Regions from separate parts of the Hordeum vulgare genome. Here region 2 is linked to region 1. Evidence: chromatin contacts called from public Hi-C data. All regions are on one chromosome and are shown on one strand. The core of a region is the stretch at or near the end of the contact, and the rest is flanking DNA. Distances in the headings are between cores, read along the strand shown.

Region 1 (4,696 bases), core at 67-2,566:
GGGTGCAGAATGTCAGATCTAAGAAGATACAACATGGTAACAAAAATCTACATTAACTAACTTATCTCCACTGGAAGTTCACAATCATGTTGTCGATGCAGAATGCATCAGTAGTAATCCATTTGTTTTATAACTTTAGTAGACTGGTATATGGGGCACAAGTTTCAAACTGTGACTGTGAAGATGAAAACGGTATGAAATGGGCATTTCTTGATCCATAGCTCGATGTTCATTACTTCGAATTCTGTTGGAAAACTCCAAGCAAATGAACTATCCATTTCATGCTTCCGGACCTTGCTTAAAAGATACAAACATCCTGACCAGGTCAAGACCACCTCCTAACGACTATCATTACACCATGTGTAAGAGTATGAGTATACATGGGTTGTTGTGTTCATACTAGTACGATGCCCACAAATCACATCTTAGATTGACTTGACTATTGATATACCCTTATTCAACAAGTTCCATTAGCAAATCATTACCCCCGACATTCAGAAATATGTGAAATTTTAAACATGGGCGCATTACCAACATAAACCTTTGACTGTTCCTTTTTATATTTGTATTTTTTTCTTTTACTTTTTATATTTGTATGTTAGTAAACAATTATTCTAAATATGTACTATGAAAATATTTTTCCTGGCAAAACTAATAATGCTATTTTCACCCAACCAATATAGGTTATAATAATTTTTCGTATATTGGTGGTCAGTGACTCGGTGTTAAAACAGTTTTGACTGCAGGCGTTAAAGGAAGCCATGCACTTGCCCAAAACAGAGGAAGTAATATCTTTGACAAGCTTAGATGCTGTCCATTTCTGTTCAATAAAATCAAGCAAGTCTATCCACGCCGTAGATAGCACAGATTCCTGATGTCTGCGCCTCATCAGAGCATCGTCATACTACCAAACACGTAAGCCCCGTTTACTAGGCAATCTAAACAATATCCCCCCAATGAAACCCAGGAAAATCGCGCCCACGGTCAATACATTATCAGCGTATAAGATCGCCGCCAGCACTCGACGTGGTCGAATCGGGGAGCGCCGTCGGAGCTAGTCGTGCCGCAGAAGGACCCTATCGACGCTAGCGGCCAAGGAAATGATGAGAGGTCACGAACCTGCCGGAGGCGGACGGCCGGAGCCTCCGTCGATGGGCGGCGGCTGTCGGGACGGGGCTCGCGACGGCGAGGCTCCGCATCTCGCGGCGGGGCGAGGCGGCGCGGAAGGCGGGGAGGAGAGGGGGCTCGGAGTGGCGAGGGAGGAGGCTACAACGGGGAAAGGCTAGACGCCAAAAACCCTGCTTTAACCCCCCGCGCGCAAGCCGCCGCTATCACGTTGTCGAAGCAAATATAATATTCACTGATCTTTTTGTTTTTTTTAGAAAATTCACGATTTATTTTTCTTTCTTAGTGTTCGCCCACCGGGCATGAAATACCGTCGCTTGGGGGCAAACCGGCACTAAAATCGGTTTGAAGGGGCTCGGGTTCCCACACGCCCCCAAGGTCCAAAATTTTCATGCTATTATTACACTAACTTGTTACCCATACTAACTAAAATACTCATATTATCAAAAATACCCATACTATCCGAGTTATTCATATCAAAAGTCGATGCATGCTCAGAATATTTTGGGTATTTTGGGTACCCGAACCAAAATTTTGGGTAATTTGGGTTCGGGTAATTTTTTGACAGAAATAATTTTGGTTTTCATTTTTGAATACCCGAATTACCCATAAACCGAACTACCCGAACCGAAATAACCAAAATACCCGAATGCCCAGGCTGACTTATGGAGATGCCTCTTCATAGCACCTATCTCACATAAGTGCACACCTAGCACGATTAAGCACTAGGCGTTCTGCTGTCGCCTAGGGCCTATGCATGCTTAAGCGCACGCCTAGGCATGTTTTTGGATCAAATTCGAAGAAATTGACTCGATTTTGAATGAAACTTAGGCGATTTCATTTAAATTTGTACAAATTAAAAAAGTACATAAAAACATTAAAAAAACTATGTCGCCGCCGTCGCCATCATGCGTGTTGTCCTTGCTACAGCCTTATGTGGATCATCGCTGCGGACGGGGGCGATTTGCGCCGGCGCCTCCTCGTCGCTGTCGTCGAGGATGATGACGCCACCCTCTTCGTGACTGCGACGTCGTGCGGCGATCTTCTCAAAAGCGCGGCGCTGACACTCCATCTCCTCCCGAACGTAGTCGTTGCACGACCACTTCAGGCCGATGTCAAGGTCGGCGGCCATCTCAACATGCTCGTGCTTGATGACCACCGGCGACGGCGTCATCTCCTTTTCCTTCTTCGGCCTGATCAGGCGAAGGTGGCCACAGGGAGGCGAAGGTTGGCGGCGGCCCTAGTTTATAACGAGGTTGCCACCATGGCCGCGGCGGCGCTCTGACGTCTCTTGGGGCTCGGCCTTCACGGTGGCGAGCTGCGGCGACGTGCCGAAGGAGCGGGAGGAGGACCCCGTCATTCGCCTCAGCAACCACGAGCTCCTGCTGCGACGCGAGAACGATGGCGCCGGGTACTTCAACAGCGGCTCGTTGCTGCCCTTGATGTGCTCGAGGACGGCGTGGAGCGTGCGCTCGGGGACGCCTCACCACCGACGGCGGACGTTAGAGTTGTGGTGCCCCCTTGGCGCCAGAAATCCGTTGGTGGAGGCAAGTTGGCCGGTGTGGCGGCGCTCGAAGTACGTCGTCCATAAAGGAAAGTTGTCGGTGGCGTATCTTTCTTCCTGCCGCGCATGCTCCAGCAAGGACGCCCGGATGCGCGTGACCTCACCGCGGCGTTCCACAACGGATGGTGGAGGGGCATGGGGACGCCTCCGCCGCTCAATCTCCAAGCGCCCGGCACGCCCATGTGTGGCAGCGCCGGGTAGTTGGCCTCGCGGAGGGCGTGCGTCTCCCACTCATGCAACATCCGGCGGTCGAAGTCGTTTGCAGCCACTCTGTCACCGGGGAACCTCTCCGCCATGGACTGGGGAAAGTTTCCGATGGCGAAGGCGAGAGAGACGGGAAAAGAGGATGGAGGACGGAGTGTGCGGCGAGCGGCAGCTACGCGCGGCTTTTATAGTGGGGAAGGGGCGGGAACGGTATGCACGCGTGGTGGGAAAGGGCGTGACGCGCGGCGGCGTGCCATCACTGCGCCGCCATACCTTGGAATCTGACGCATTGAATCGGCGCGGGAGTCAAGGCGACGAGGAGGGCGGACGTTCTCGGCGCAGAAGGAATTTGGCGCGATTTGTTTTCGCGCCTAATTTCTTTCCCCCAGCGCCCCCAGATGCCACCGCGTGATGGGTTCGGCCTCGGTTCGCCAGCGCCAATTTCGACCAAAACCGGCAAAAAACAAGGTCCTGGAGGCGCGAGTGGGTGGATTTTTTAGAACCGGCGACAAAAAAGAGTCCTGGGGGCCTGTTGGGGCCGCGACTGGAGATGCTCTTATGGCATCTCAAACACGCTAAGATGCAAACTGGCGCCCCCTCGGTTTGCGAATAGGGAGACCAATACTGAGGTGGCTATCCAATGTTGCTCACATATACTCCCCCGTTAGTATAAATTTTTGTAGAGATTTTAGTAAGAACTACTACGGATGAATATAGACATATTTTGGAGTATAGATCCGCTCTATTTGCTCCGTGTGTAGTCTCTATTGGAATCTCTATAAAGACTTATATTTAAAAACAAATGGAGTATTTCATTCATTATTTGAAAACCGGACGAACTTCATTCAAACCAGATTATATTCATATAAACCAGACGAGGACATTTACATTTCGGTCATATTTTAACTATAAAATATATCGTACTAAGGCAATACTAGTCTATCACCATCATCAGTGGATATACATTCCCACGTCATGGATATCCTAAACTAGTCTATGGCCAACCGCGATGAAACTTCTTTACCTTCCCCATGTCCAACACCCTGCTCATCGGACTGCCGTGAGCACCAAAGGTATATGCTTCAGCGCAAAGAACCGCTCATCGAGTGGCACCGGAGCGATATGCTTCTGCTAGAAGGAAGGGTGCCTGGGCAAGTCTCCGGTCGTGCACGTCGGCGATGTCGCAGCGGTGGCCATCGTGGGACCCAAGTTGCGACGTCCTCACATGTTCTACTTTTCCTCTTTGATGGCGGCAAGCGCGTACATGTTGGCCACCGTGTCGTTGATCTCCGCGAAGCAAGTTCTTTTTTCACCGGACGGGCACGGTTCCGCTAACATTGGCAGCGGATGGCATGGTCCTAGTCACGATAGGAGCGGTACGACACGTCCTCGCCCATGGCAACCATGATGCTCGTGTCGCCGTGCTCACTCGTGCGCCTGCCTGGAGCAACCCGCCACCCCACGGCAAGCAGGCTTGGAGCAGCGAGTTGTTGAACAACACGCTGCTTGGAGTGACCTGCTCTGCAAATTGGCGTGCAATGTCCTAGAGCGACGGGGGAGGTGAAGCTCAGAATTGCATGGCCCGTATCCGGCAAGCTCATCGGGGCATATAGTAGGCTTTTATGCCGGAGTACCCCTCTTCCTGCTCGTTGGATGCCATGGAGAGTATGGAGAGAATGGTGCAAGGAGGATATGGGAAGTGGAGGTGTGGTGTGATATTTTCTCTTGTGTCTACCATTGTTTAAATATAGGGTGGAGGCGTGGAGCCAACGTGTTGTGTTGTGTTTAATGTCGACCGACTAG
Region 2 (4,818 bases), core at 1,486-3,985, 700 kb after region 1:
CTTCAAAAGATAATCTCATCAACACTCAATCACTCTCTCACAAATTTGGCATGGGTAGGAGAGATTGATTTTGTGGTAAGTAACTTGGGGAGGCTGGGGATCAAGTTTCAAATGGTTGGATTGGAATCTCTTGATCACAACACGTGAGTAGGTGACTCTCTCTTAGAAAAATGGATCTGGCAAGTGTAAGTGTGTTTTGAGTGCTTCCTCTATGAATAAGAGGAGGTGGAGGGGTATATATAGGCATCCCCCAAAATCCAACCGTTACAACATTATTGCCCAACTCGGTGACACCGAAATGAATCTCGGTGGGACCGAGTTGCACTAAATGTGGCAACTTTTGAATTCTTGGTGAGACTAATATATAAATCTCGGTGGTACCAATACGATGACCTAGAGCAGTTTCCAAATCTTTGTGAGACCGATTCCAATCTCAGAAATTTTCTTGGAATTTTCTCAACAAAAAGGATGTCCATGATCTCAATGGAACCGATATGAAAGTTGGTGGTACAAAGATGATAGGGTTTGGCATATGATATGTCTAGGTGGAAAATCGGTAGGGCCAAGTGGAAAAAGTTGGTGGCATCGATTTTGCTGGTTTGGCTTTGGAGAGAGATATTTTGTGGGAGAATGAGTGAATATTTTTGGTGGCTATCTCTAAGCACTTGAGCAACAAATTCATCATAATACCTCACCCTCTTTTAATAGTATTGGCTTTCCTATGGACTCAAAAGTGATTTCTCACAAATGTAAAATGTAGAGTCTTCTTGCTTGAAGCTTGAGCCAATCCTATTCCTTTCCTTCATCAAGGGGTTTCTCCTCACAATCCTATGGCGAAGGCATCTTTGAAATTTTCTGAAATATACTTGGATACGATCATTAGTCCAATGATGCATATGTAGTGATCAATTATCAAAACCACCTTAGGGACTTTCAGGTTAAGAATTAGCAGATTCACGTTCGATGCATTTCATGCATGATTGAATGAATTCTTCGTGAGCGGAACTGATATGTTGAGCGAGCAAAGAATCATTTTTACTCCGAATCTCAAGATCTTACTTTCTTTGAATAAATTCATAAGAAAGTTTCTCATGATCAGCCAAGAGAATGTCATGATGTTCTTGAAGACTATCAAACTTAGACCGAAGACTTTGAACATCATCAGTCAGGGTTTGAGTCCGATCCATTTCCTCGTTCAACAAGTCATCGCTTTTGTCTAGCAGTTTCTGAAGCTTTTCAAGGGCATTTTGTTGCTTAGTGACAATATTGGCAAGCTTGTAGTAACTGGGTTTCTGATAATCATCAGGTTCATAGTCACTTGAGTCGGAAGAGGAAGTGTGTTTGGGTACCTTGGCACCTTTTGCCATGAAGCAATAGGTGGGAGCAAAGTCGTCACGCAGTCATCAGTTTGGTTGACGTTGTCATTTTATTCGAGATCGAAGATGGACTTACTGACGAATGTGGTAGCAAGGGCTAGGCTTGCCACACCAGACTCTGACTCCTCCTCAGATCCTTCCTCTTCATCACATTCCTCAGATTCTTTCCCAGAATCCATTTCCTTGCCAATAAGAGCCCGAGCCTTTATGAAACCGTTCTTCTTGTGCGGTGAGGACTTTGATGATGAGGACTTTGAAGATTTCTTCTTTTTCTTCAAGTCATCAAAATTGTCATCCTTGTACTTCTTCTTCTTCGATTCATTTACCTAGCGAGGACAATCAACAATGTAGTGACCAAACTTCTTGCATTTATGGCAGGTTCTTTTCTTGTAGTCCTCAGATGAAGATTCTGATTTTCCCACATCTCTTCTTGAAGATTTTTCGAACTAACCTCGTCTGGAGAACTTCTGGAATTTCCTCTCAAGCATAGCAAGTCCTGACCAAGTTCTTCACGATCACCAAGACTGCAATCAGATTCTTCTTCAGATGAGGAAACAACCTTTGCCTTCAGCACACGAGATCTTTCATAGCTTGGTCCATAGAGATCTCTTTTCTCAGCTAGTTGGAATTCATGAGTATTGAGTCTCCAGAATACCAGCAGGATCTAGTAACTTGTAGTCTCTACACTCTTGAATCATCAAAACTAGTGTATCGAATGAAGGACCAAGAGATCTCACCAATTTCTTCACCACCTCATGGTCGGTGATGTCATTGGCCCCAAGAGCCTGTAGGTCATTGGAGATATCAGTGAGGCGATCGAAGGTTTGTTGACAATTTTCATTATCGAGTCTTTTGAAGCGGTTGAAGAGATTGCGAAGAACATCAACCCGTGAGTCACTTTGAGTAGATACTCTTTCGTTGACTTTGAACAGCCTGTCCTAGATGAGCTTTGTAGTTCTCAAAGCACCCACTCTGCCATACCGACCTTTGCTCAGATGGCTACAAATGATATTCTTTGCTTGACGCGCGCGCGTAGTTTTTTTATTGCGCCGAACTTTCCCGTGCGTGCTGAAGCGCACCCACCGGCCGTGCTCGTGCGAAAAACACATTTTCTTTCACGCGCGCCAAGTCTAACGCGTCCGTTGGAGTTGCTCTTACCATCTTAGTCAGGAACATCAGACCTCATGTGTGTCTTCTTTTTTATTTCCATGATTTTTTCTTGTTAAAAAATGTTTCACAAAAGAGTAAGTGAAACCTGCTCCAAGATTAGCGCGCGGTGGGATCCGGTGCGCTCAGTTCCGTGTGGGCCCTACGACCTCCGTGGAAGAACGTGAGCGAAGGAATGGGTAGTTGCCGATTCGCTGCCGTATTTGACCCAGACAGAGAAGCGAAGAAACATTGATTCCAGAAAGGGAGAGGAGAGAGGGGAAGAAGACGCCAGAGTCACAACCCGCCGCAGATCTCCTCCGTCCTCCGCGACCAGCCCCGCTTTGTCCTCCATGGAGTGCGTCCGCTCGGGGGCTCTTGATCTGGGGCGCTCCGGAAATTTCTTGGGGAAGAGCGGCTCCACGACGTGAGTGCCCTTCGCTTTTCGCCGTTCATGTGTTTGTTTGTGGGTTTGTTTCGCTTCGTTTTCGTAATCTGTGATCGCTGATCTGGATGGACGGTGTGCCGCCGCTGGTACGAACTAGATTTCCGTTGGGGGTTTCGGTTTTTGTTATGGTGCTGTCGCAGTCACTGGAATTTTGTGATGGTTCAGTTGTGATCTGGCACCAAAATCCGATTGCCTCTGGTGTGCGACCGTTGAGTCAAAACTAAACTCAATATATAAAAAAAATGTGCACTTGCTACAATGTTCTTCTTTTTCTTGAGTGGGGATCTTATAGCGAATCCTGGAATCAATTAATTGTTTGGGGCTCCTGAAACCTGTGAGGGAGCAGTTTTTTCATTTCTGAACATCCGTGGAGTAGCACAGTTCCAACACATGATGGAGTAATATTAATGTTTGTTTGTACATACCAAAATCAAACTGTCTTATTAGAGGTGACGGAACGTAGAGACAGGTTTATGGATCAAATGGTTGGTAAGAATGCTCAGAGTGCTAATGGTCTGTAAGAAAGTTGATTAATCCTGAAAATATGCACTGCCCTGTTGATCGGTGTACAACACAGAGATTCATGAGTTTATAAGACATGATTTCTGAGATATATTTGATCAATTAGTGATTAATATTGCTTAAGGAAATCTGCCGTCAGTAGATAGTTTAAATTGAATTCACAATAAATTTGGCATAATGTTGAAAGATCGATCTAGGTTCTGATTGCATTTTGAGATGTGCTGAAGTTTATACTCACATGACATTTCTCCTGGAGAAATACAGTGTAACCTTTGTTTTTTTTTTATCTTATTGTGTTAAATGTGCTACCCGTTGACAGGTCATGTGGTAAAGTCAGATGTTCTACAAACCTTGCTGGTTCTACCAAATGTGAGCAGAACTTGCATGGGAAGGCTAAACCCTTGCTGTTGTCAGCAAGTGGAAAAGCAAGGGGAACCTCTGGTTTGGTTCACAGAAGTCCAGTACTTAAACATCAGCACCATCTTTCTGTGAGATCCACCTCTACCGATGTATGTACTACTTTCGATGAAGATGTCAAAGGTGTATCTTCACATGCCGTCGAAGAAAAGGTTGGAGTGCTCTTATTAAATCTTGGTGGTCCAGAGACCCTCAATGATGTTCAACCATTTTTGTTCAACCTCTTCGCTGATCCAGTAAGTCATGATCATACCACATGCTTATAATTTTAATTCCAATGCAACTTCCCATGTTCTTGCTAATTATGTGTAACCAATGATTATTCCTCTTCTTAGTTAAGTTTACCCCCTCAGAGGATTTGTTTCACTAATAGAGATTAACTTCTTTAGATACATGGGATTTTTTTCTTAGGAGGGATCATGTTCTCCCTATACAGGATTATTTCATTATTTGGATAAGGATGGACTGGAACTGTTCGCTTTGAATTGAAACATGTTTAAGTTCAAATTCTCTGTCCATCTGAAGAGATTGAGTAGACCATGGTATATCTGAAGAAGCCCTAAAAAGGAGAGCCATGCATTATTTTGGATGAGATAGTAGAGAATTAAGTCTCTAGAGTATAAAGTTCATCATCTTAGTCTATGGTCTCTTGTTTATCACAAGTCATGTTGTCTCTGGCTGTTCTTTGAATGGTAGTTATTCCAATGCGAACCACATAGCCCTATCTGTTTCTTAATTATCTTGTGTTATTGTTTAATTTCAGTACTTTTAACCGAGTAATTCAGTTTTGACTTGATAATTGTTACCCAGGATATCATTCGACTCCCTAGGCTGTTCAGGTTTCTTCAAAGACCACTGGCCAAACTTATATCTACTTTTAGAGCTCCTAAGAGTAAAGAGGGGTATGCC

What was found. A called contact is a pair of places that touch in the nucleus more often than the background predicts.
Region 2: a contact with region 1 is called in a Hi-C map of leaf, with 2.9 times the contacts expected there. The contact joins the promoter of LOC123395457 here to the promoter of LOC123399801 in region 1. A contact is called at or near these places in 2 of 6 Hi-C or Micro-C datasets (leaf and seedling).

Annotation. Positions count from the first base shown.
Region 1 is chr5H:378,743,650-378,748,345 of MorexV3_pseudomolecules_assembly, forward strand. It overlaps LOC123399801 (bifunctional aspartokinase/homoserine dehydrogenase 2, chloroplastic), which reads right to left and starts at 1,317. Exons shown (of 19, transcript XM_045094183.1): 1 at 1,120-1,317. The coding sequence starts at 1,199.
Region 2 is chr5H:379,442,405-379,447,222 of MorexV3_pseudomolecules_assembly, forward strand. It overlaps LOC123395457 (ferrochelatase-2, chloroplastic), which reads left to right and starts at 2,736. Exons shown (of 9, transcript XM_045090460.1): 1 at 2,736-2,949; 2 at 3,812-4,145; 3 at 4,720-4,818. The coding sequence starts at 2,876.